Regions from separate parts of the Mus musculus genome. Here region 1 is linked to region 2. Evidence: chromatin contacts called from public HiChIP or PLAC-seq data. All regions are on one chromosome and are shown on one strand. The core of a region is the stretch at or near the end of the contact, and the rest is flanking DNA. Distances in the headings are between cores, read along the strand shown. Region 1 overlaps Pde11a (phosphodiesterase 11A). Region 2 overlaps Pde11a (phosphodiesterase 11A).

Region 1 (4,750 bases), core at 346-2,845, 110 kb after region 2:
AAAGTGAAGAATGTTCTTCCATGCCCTTTCCCTTGTCTTCCTAGAGCATGCTGCTAGTGTTTCTTCATGCTTGGTCTATTTTGAGCATGAATGGCTATAGCTCAGTACTTGTATGACAGTGTCAGGATCACAACCTATCCATTTCACAGTCTGTCAGTGACACCAAATCTATCTCACAATTGGATTTTAGGAAAAGCTATCACTCTGTCTCCAGAGTTTGGAGTCATGGACAGAAAGCTACCTTGAGCCCTTGGTCTAGAATAGACAAAGCATAAAGTCATCTGTAATTTAATTCTAGTCACTCCTCCCTGCCTCTCTGTAACTCTCCTAACCAGTTCTCCCCTGCTTGTGGATTGTCTCTAATAGAAAGAGTTCTGAGAAGGCCAAGTCGCTGTGCCTTCCCCATTACAGATGTTCAGCCATAGATTCGTGAATATTTAAACATGCTTGGATTTGATATGTGTTGATTTAGTCCCAGGGATGTAAAATTTAAGTAATATTTTAACTATACTTTTTTATACTGTTAGTGCCCCTTTCATATCCTTGGGTGTTGCCATTTTCTGAGTTTGGGATGCCACAGAATTGTTAGAGCTAAGAATTGTATCCCTGGGCCGGAGAGAGCAGGGCCAGAGTGAGCAGGACCGGGGAAAATATTGTGTCCCTAAAATATTCACAAGGCTTATCTTCACACATTTCTATAGGGGAAGATAAGCCCTTTCTTGGCCATGTTTATAGCACCCTAGTTAGATTGCTGATTAAGTACCCTTTGCTCAAGAGGGACCTAGCAGGTCTCTCTTGATAGATGGGCCTGTTGACATATCTGTCTCCTGTCAGTTGCCTTTGGATGATTAATCATATCATCCTCCTACCTCGAATGCACTACCTCATAATTGTCAACCCCAAGTGACTCAAGACAGACAAGCTGCAGGTTAAACACAAATAACAGACTGAAAGTTTTATTAGCAAAACAGTGTGACCCTTTTCTTGTGAAATGCTCCTACTATCATAATCTAGTGCTGCCTTCTCTCTTTTCAGTGGGGCAGGGAAGAGGAACTCTTTGACTTGCTTGGAGTTCTACGGGGCAGAAAAGATCCTATGAAGCCAGGCAGGAAGTAGATTTGCCTATCAACCAATGAAAGGGTGCTTCTAAGAAGCGGGGTATGTATAGATTTTATCTTCTGAAGAGGATACACAACCACGCGGAATATACTGCAATGAAAAAACTATGTTTCAGAGAGACAGGCAAGCATTACTATTTGTAAGTACTCACAGCCGGTTTTTTTTTAAGTATACAACCAAAGGCGATAACAGAAAAGAGGGAGTTGCTGAGCGAGGTTGAACAGTGTTGTAGAATGGAAAAGGAAAAAAAAAAAAAGCAAGGGAAGGGAAAGGGGGAAGGGAGACCAGAGGAAGAGCAAAGGTTATCCCTGGCTGGCTTCAGAGCTGGTGAACTAGTCACCAAGATAGGGGACACGTGGACACCTCCGAGGGCATCTACAGAAACCTGAGGCAAAAGGTGGCTTTGGAGAAGACAAAGTCTTCTCCTTGCAGGTGGCAAATCTGCAGTAAGAAGTCAGGTTGGTTAGTTAACACATCCTGCATTTCTGTTCCTTGAAAGGATGTGGCTTCTGCAGCTCTGCCTGCTTTAACAGCTTTCTAGTGTCAACCAGTGGCTTGGCCTGCATTCTTTATCCCGGCAGAAGCTGTTGTGTTTCTTCTGTTATCATTTCAATCCATGAAGAAAATCCCTCTCAAAAGCTTCCCAGCAGCCTTCTCTCTGGTGGGAACAGCTCTTCATACTTATATTTGTACCAATAAGATGAGACCAGCAATCAGCTTGAATCAAACATCATTCTCTCGTCCAAGACCCAGGATAAGGCTGAAACCCTTGGTGGTGAGGAAGACAGTGAGTGGATGGTAGTGTCTGTTATGTATATGTTATGAGATGACTCGTGCCCTCCAACTCCTATGTTGAGATTCTAACTCCTAGCACCTCACGGGTGGTCTTTAAAGAGGTTATTAACATAAACAGAGTCTTACATGTGGACTTACATTAGAGCAGTGTCCATAGAGGATGAGGCGATCAGGATGTGGACAGGCAAACAGGGAGAATGGCAAAGGTATAAGGAGCAGTGAACCCAGAAAACTGACTGTAAAAGAAACTGCTTTCCCCACACTCAGATCTCTGGCTTGTAATTCTCTGGTACTGCAAGGAAGTCCTGTTTCTGTTGCTGAAGCCATCCCTTCTGTGGAGTTTTGTTATGCCAGCCTTGACACAGGAATGCAGCTTACAGCCAGGAACATATGCATCAGGGAAAGAAATATGAGGTGGGAACAGATTGCTAAGACATCTTGCTAATCAGTTGTTTATCGGAGACTTGTTAATATCACGAAGGGAGAAACCATCAGACAATGTGCATCCTAGCAGAAGCATACAATGGGACAAACAATACTGCAAGGTGTTAGGAAAGGAGGAAGACAGAGGGGGGCATGGAGAGAGGGAGTGGGGATAAAAAGAAGGTTTAAGCTGATTTAACCAAGACATTAGATTCAAACACCAGTTTCATGAAGAGAGGACAGAGGAACGAGTTAGCCATGGGAACACAACCAACCAAATCCATACTGTTGGGAACTCTCCTGGGATCGAGGTGCTGCCTAGGACTTGAGACTTTCTGTTAACAGAAGGATAAACCTGGGCAAACCATGGCAAATTGGTTACTTAGTCTGTTCTTCAACAACAAAAAATTATGAAAGAGAAAAGGGGGAAGAACCTATACTTTAAAGTTATTTAGATATGTCAGCCATCAGAGCATGTGGGTCTTATTCTGAGTTCTTCCCCGAATTAACTATTAAAAAGTTTTATGAAAGGGGCTAGAGAGTTGGCTCAGTGGTTAAGGGCATCTGTTGTGTTTACAGAATACCTGGGTTCAGTTCCCTACACCCACATGGTAGCTCACCACCACCCTGAACTCTAGCTCCAGGAGAATCTGACAACCTCCTCTCTGACTTCCATGGGCACCAGGCATGCACATGGTGTATAGCTATCCATGCATGTAAAAAAAAAAAAAAAAAAAAGAAACAAAATGAAACAAACAAACAAACAAAAATCCAAAACTCATGAACATAGAATATACAAATCTTTAAATTTTTTAAATTTTGAAAAAGTATCATCAACTTTCCTGTATTTTTGGTAAATGTTTATAGTATCCTGGGACTGTCAAGATGGAGCGGTGAGTAGATGGTCTTGCCATGCAAGTCTGTCGGGCTAAGTTTGATCCCAAAATCTCACATGAAGGTAGAAGGGAACCAACTCCACAGCATTGTCTTCTGACCTCCGTCTGGGTGCACACCAACACATAAATAACAGGTTTTAATTTTTTAAAAAAAAGGGTATGTTCTCAAATTTTGTGTTATCTTCTGAGACTAAGTATTTGAATTAAGTCTAATCACTTCTATGTTTCTTCAAACACATCTGGGCCAAATGGCAACACATTATGTTAGAATTCTGTTGGGAAAGTAAATGAAAATATAACCAGGAGAAAATGAGGTCCTGGGAGGCTCTGCTGTTTTATCCCAGAAAAGCCTAATAAGGAAGGTGGGCTTGCAACAGCTGTTTGCATGAAGGACATGAGTCCTAGTTGTAGTAGTTTGAGACTTCCTATGAGTCCGCTGTGCCCTGGCTAGGCCATTATCAATTTGAGCTGAAAACAAACATTCTGGTACAGCATTTAAAGCCTCATTTTTCACATTATCAGTTCTCTTTTCAAATAATAGTTGTCAGGGAAGTTTACCCTGAAGTGTATTCTGTGTTGTATTAATAGCCGACATGGGATGAGTTTCATCAAGTAAGTTTGGGAGCGCTTGGGAAGGAGTTATACCCGTTGCACAGAGGAATCTGTGCTGTAAATGTCTAAGAAGGGCATAGTTTATAGTCTGCACTTTGAGGATTCTAAACAGCAATAGTGTTCCACAGTGAATGTGTTAGGAAACACAATTTGGTTTAAGGTTATGTATTTCTTAGTTAAACCAAATCTAAGATTGAAGTGTCCATATTTCAGGCAAATCAATCTATAGCAAACATTGATGTAATTAAAATTGACATCAGTTGGGGAGAAGGCTGAATTTGTTATCGTCTCTCCCAAGTGAACTCCCAGGTCCCTCCTCACCTTTCAGGCTGGGATAGATCCAAACCAAATACAATGCTAGGTGTATTGGATGGATGGTGTCCTTTAACCCTAATGACGACTATCTTCTGATGTAGCTCTTATGAGCTGGTTTTGACTGCCTAGGAATCTGTGCCCTGAAGCTGGAATGTTGTGCTTTGGTCATGGTGTCTCTTCACAGCAATGGGAACCCTAAGACAATATTGTGGTTTTTTTTTTTTTTTTTTTTTTTTTGGTGTTTTTGAGACAGGGTTTCTCTGTATAGTCCTGGCTGTCCTGGAACTCACTCTGTAGACCAGGCTGGCCTCGAACTCAGAAATCCGCCTGCCTCTGCCTCCCGAGTGCTGGGATTAAAGGCATGCGCCACCACGCCCGGCAAGACAGTATTGTTAGTGCTTCTGGAGCAGGGTATCCAGAGAGTTTTGTGTTATCGTTGTCGGAGGCAATGTCTTATTGTGTAGTACAAGCTGGGCTGGAATTGGTAGTTCAGGATAGCTTCAAACTTGCAATCCTCCTACCTGGGCCTCATGAGTGCTTGGATGACAGGTGTGTGCCTTCATTAGGACCTCTCAGGTATTTCTTTATCT
Region 2 (4,810 bases), core at 333-2,832:
GCCAGGCGTGGTGGTGCACGCCTTTAATCCCAGCACTTGGGAGGCAGAGGCAGCCGGATTTCTGAGTTTGAGGCCAGCCTGGTCTACAAAATGAGTTCCAGGATAGCCAGGGCTACACAGAGAAACCCTATCTTAAAAAAACTAAAAAAAAAAAAAAAAAAAAAAAAAAAGTACCAGCTGCTTTTCCAGAGGACCTAAGGTCGGTTCCCAGCACCCACACCAGGCAGTGTGAGACCGTCCGTAATTCCAGCTCCGGGGGATCCAATGCCATCTTCTGGCCGCTGTGCTCACACGTTCTCATGTGTACATACAGCCAGACACATAATTAAGAAAACAAATCTTCAAAATAAAACACAATGAAAAGTGAAAAAAATGCTCTAAAATAAGATGTACTTAAAAAATAGTATCTGGTTGGATGTTGATAGAGGTCCTCTGCTTTCCACAACACCTAAAGGAAAACACAGGAGCCCTCCCTAAGACTGAATATTGGATCTGAGGAATTTTGTTAAGTATTAGACAGATGCAATGGTATCTACAAACAAACCAAACCAAAACAACAAAATAAAATTGGCTTTATAGTGCTTAAAGACAGGAAAGAGCTGTTCTTCAAGCCGCCCCACGAGGGTGCTATTCCTTCTCTGGTGTCAAAGCGCTTTCCTGGAGACCAGGCATCTGCACTAATCAGAAAATCAATCCCTTCCTGGTCCTCTGGCTTCTGAACTGGCACCTACTTCTGAGGAATTGACTTTCACCCAGGGGCTTGGGGAAGTTATTGCAAGTAAAGCCCTGAATGAGGGTGGGGACAGGAATTGCTGTAACTATTACTGTCAACACCCAGGAGTGGCACCCCACAGTGTGTGCTGGAAGGAGATTCTTCCTGTACTTTATGATTATAATCTTTGCCTGTACTTTCTTGGATTTGATTCATTCAGCAAATAGTTCCTGCATGCAGCCTCACCAGACATCACACAGTTTCCTGTATGGCACTTTACTGTGACGCTCTCTTGGTATCTTGTTTACCTATTCCCGTTTTCTGCTAGAGTATAATAAATAGCACTTATATTCCCACTGCTCCATCCTTAGCAGCTAGAACAGCATGGGTCACAGTGAAGTGAAGGTGGTCGAAAGGGGACACGTGATTCTATGTACAGGAGCTTCCTAGTGAAATCAGAGTCACGGGCAAAGGGGTGGTTGCCATGGGTGACAGGGAGCTGAGTTAGATGTGCTGTGGATGTTGTCTCAGGTTGGGAGACAGAGAGTGGTGAGGGCTCTACAACAATGTGAAGCACTTAGACCCACTGAACTGAGTGCTGAAAAATGGCTGGAATAGTAAGTTCCATGTCGTGCTTATTTTTGCCACAACTACAAAGGAATAAAAAAGAACCCTGTCCCAGACTTAGAGGGATGAGCTGTGTCTCGGGAAGGGAAGGATGCATGGATCACTGAAGGTCAGTCCCTGTCAGGAGGGGCAAAGCTACAACATCGGGAATTGTCGACAGGAGAGGGCTCGCCACGGAGTTGTCTGGAGGGTTTGTGCAAACAAGTCCTTCTGCACAGAGAGAGCCGGAAGTCAGGCGAGGACACACCTCTCACAGAGGCTCTGCATCTCCACCCCACTTCTCCCTTGCTCTGAGCCTGTTTAGGGCAGGAAGGAAGAATAAGGAAATAAAAGAAGCTCATTGTAAACTCTCTTGGCAACAGGCTTCTAACTTCAGGAAAGAAGGCAATATATATACTCAATACCTCAGTGTGTCAGAAGATGCATCTAAGACCACCTTCGTCCAGGAGTGAAGACTGACTGGCTCAATGGATCAGGGAGAAGGGAAATGGGCAGGAAAGAAGAAATTAGTATCTGATCACGTGCTAGGAGTCCAGCTCTTTCACTCTTCCAACCAGAGGAGATTTTCCTCAGAGTTTAGGAGATTCCTCAGGGAGACTCATCTCTCCCCTCTTACTTCAGGAGGCTCCTTAACTCTAATAGAGGGAGGCTTCACACAAAGTCTGGAAAGAGATCTTTGAAGCCAGCCCTCCTTCCTTCCACACAAAACCAACTCTATTCATGGCATGGGGAATGCAGAGGAGATGCTCTGCCAGTTTGTGGGCAGCGAGACTTTTGTCATCAATCTCAAAGGGTCAAAGGTTTCCCTTTTGGATTCTTGTGCTGGAAGACCACAGTGGACGCAGCTCAAATGCTTTCACTTATCGTATGCATTTTTTTTTCTGAGTACCAATTGTGTAAAAAAAAAAAACACTAGGGGAGAGAAATAAAACAATCACATACTTCAGGGTACACACTTTCAGACAGAGGAACATACACAGGCATCATGCAGGGCAAAAGAAAGACAGCCACGGGACTAGACGTTTTCTGGAGTACATTTAAATTGAGCTCCGAATATCGGAATGGTCCTGAGTGGGGAGGCATAATTGGGACGGAGAATAATGAAAGCTGAGGGCACATTAAGGATCAGCTGGCAGACAGGCAGGTGGCTGATTTGTAGACTATGAAGCATTTGAGTGTGTAAGTAGCATACAATTCTCTGAGAAGAGAAATGAGAGCCAGGGGTAGGGAAGTAGTTTGGTGTGAGATTTCCAAGGGCCCCAGAGGCCAGGACATTTGTATTTTGATAGGGAATAGGGGAACAATTTAAGGTCTATGAGTCAGCTCGCGATGCACTCTACACTCTGTTGTAGGAGGAACAAGTAGAAGGGGATTGTGATTGCCCAGCCAAGAGGTAATGAAGCCCTTAAGTAGGACGGCTGCTGTGAACACTGGGAAGGAGGAAATAGATGGGAGGCTCTGGGGAGGTGGGGTAGATGACGCCTGGCTCCTGATTGCCTAGCCTCTCCCTCACTCTCTGTTTGACCCTCATTCTTCTCCTCTCTCTGATCATAAAACCGTGTGAGGCATCCCTTACCACCCAGACCTACACTTCCTGGAAATATTCTCGCCTGCATTAGGTAAGGCTTCATTCGCAATAACCGTGAAGGACACCCTGAAGAACAATTCCTGATGCTCCAAATGAGGACGTAATATTCCACATCTACATTCCTATTGTGCTCTCTGTGTTCTGACCTTTAGGTAAAGTTTCCCCTTTGTTCCGAGGACCACGCTCTGGGAAAATATGAGTGGAAAGAAACACGGCTTATCTGGAGTGTTTGGCTGCTTGCGCAGAATGGAAATCAAGATCATAAAAGTAAATTTGTTTAAATGATTGTAAATTCCTTTCTTTGTTCCATCATCCCGCTTTAAGAGCATCTAAGAGCTGTGAGGTATTAATATTACATACTTAGGTAAAAGAATTTTAACAATAGAGTTTTATAACTAAATTATAAGAAAGTTAGAAAAGCAGTCACCAAAAATAATTGTATTGATAATTCGATTGTTAGATAAAATCTAGGTACGATGGCAGTCATTCCATTTTTAAAGACCAGAAAAAGTAGAAGACATGTAGCTTACACATCTCTCTTTTACCTTTGGTGGATTGTGACTAACATGAGCTCAAGTTTCCAGCATGTGGCAATAGGAAGAGACTTCCTTCTATGCCAAGATAGATATGAAGTTGTGATTTCCAGGTCCTGTCACTTTCTGCAGAAGCAAACATGGTAACACAGGTGACAGGCACTGGGCAAACCCGGAAGAAGCAGAAGTGCTCTGGGATAGCTGCACCTGCAGTGGGGCCAGGGTGTTCTGCAGAGATGCCAGGGTGTTCTGCAATGGGGCCAGGGTGTTCTCCAAGGTGCTAGGGTGTTCTCCAAAGTGCTGGGGTGTTCTGCAATGGGGCCAAGGTGTACTGAAATGGGGTCAGGGTGTACTACTCAGCCCAGATCGAACACAGAAATTAATAAGTAGTAACTCGGAGTTATCAGTAAGAAAACAGATTCTAACAACATGGAGGGTAGGCAGTTGTCCAGCTATTGTGCTGCCTAAGGCATATTAAAATATAAAGGCTGTGTGTGTGTCTTTCATCTGAGAACATAAGCCATTAAGATAAGAAGGAACACTGCACTGAGATTTTAAAAATATTTTCTGCAACATAGTGCAATGGTGCCAGGCTGTTCTGTAATGGTGCTTGCGTGTTCTGCAGTGATGCTAGGGTTTTGTGCAGTGGTGGCAGGCTGTTCTGCTGGTTCCAGGGTGCACTGCAGTGGTGCCAAGGTACACTATAATGATGCCTGACTAGACAGTGATGTAGCTTGCAGAGCCTGAATCAAAGAATGAAAGAAAGGCTAATCTATTTTGAACTCAAACTCGAAGCAGGAAGTGATCTGCCTAACCAAACAGGCAAAGAGTTATGATCCCTAAATTAATCTGAGGATGAACAAACAGAATTCAACGGAGATCAAAGCTAGCAATGCACTAGTCAGTACAAACACCCAACTTTTGCGAAGGCTAGCTCTTTTATACAGCTTTAAGAGTGTGATTCCATGACCCTCTCCCATAGACCAAATCCTCAGACATTCCAATACCTTCTCTATAATGGTTCAGTACTGTGTATAAGCTATGTACCCTTATATAGGCTGAATCTTCTGTATACTGCTTATATATCCCTAGGTAGCACAGTGCAAAAGCTAGTAGACACTTGTGGTTCTATGTTACTTAGGAGACACTGACAAAGGGGAGATGGTTGCAAGTGTTTACTACAGATATACTTTTTTTTTAGGATCCTTCCCACCCATGGTTGAATTCACAGATGTGGAACCAGTGGAAAGAGAGGACCAAGTATGTCAATTATAACTGAATATTGCATCTGAACACTGTCCCTAAGTGTCACAATACTTTATTATGCTCATTTGCTCTATGAAGTAACTA

What was found. HiChIP or PLAC-seq counts read pairs in DNA pulled down with a chosen protein or histone mark.
Region 1: a CTCF HiChIP or PLAC-seq map of CD8 T cells shows a contact between it and region 2, with 8 read pairs. The contact joins two enhancer-like sites. A contact is called at or near these places in 1 of 15 datasets of contacts at CTCF or cohesin (CD8 T cells), 15 of 484 Hi-C or Micro-C datasets (the BV-2 cell line, the Ba/F3 cell line, CD4 T cells and 9 more), 3 of 115 datasets of contacts at active chromatin or transcription factors (CD4 single positive thymocytes and regulatory T cells) and 1 of 9 other capture datasets (embryonic stem cells).

The regions. Positions count from the first base shown.
Region 1 is chr2:76,237,081-76,241,830 of GRCm38.p6, forward strand. The region is part of intron 2 of Pde11a (phosphodiesterase 11A); the gene reads right to left. Among named protein-coding and RNA genes, the nearest start is that of Pde11a, 99 kb to the right of the region's middle. Within about 2 kb of position 1,596, at least 23 of the 459 cell types and tissues checked have an H3K27ac peak or open chromatin away from gene starts, as enhancers often do. A contact at or near this core is called in CD4 single positive thymocytes, CD8 T cells and regulatory T cells, where this site is marked.
Region 2 is chr2:76,127,654-76,132,463 of GRCm38.p6, forward strand. The region is part of intron 9 of Pde11a (phosphodiesterase 11A); the gene reads right to left. Among named protein-coding and RNA genes, the nearest start is that of Gm52518, 94 kb to the left of the region's middle. Within about 2 kb of position 1,583, at least 31 of the 459 cell types and tissues checked have an H3K27ac peak or open chromatin away from gene starts, as enhancers often do. A contact at or near this core is called in CD4 single positive thymocytes, CD8 T cells and regulatory T cells, where this site is marked.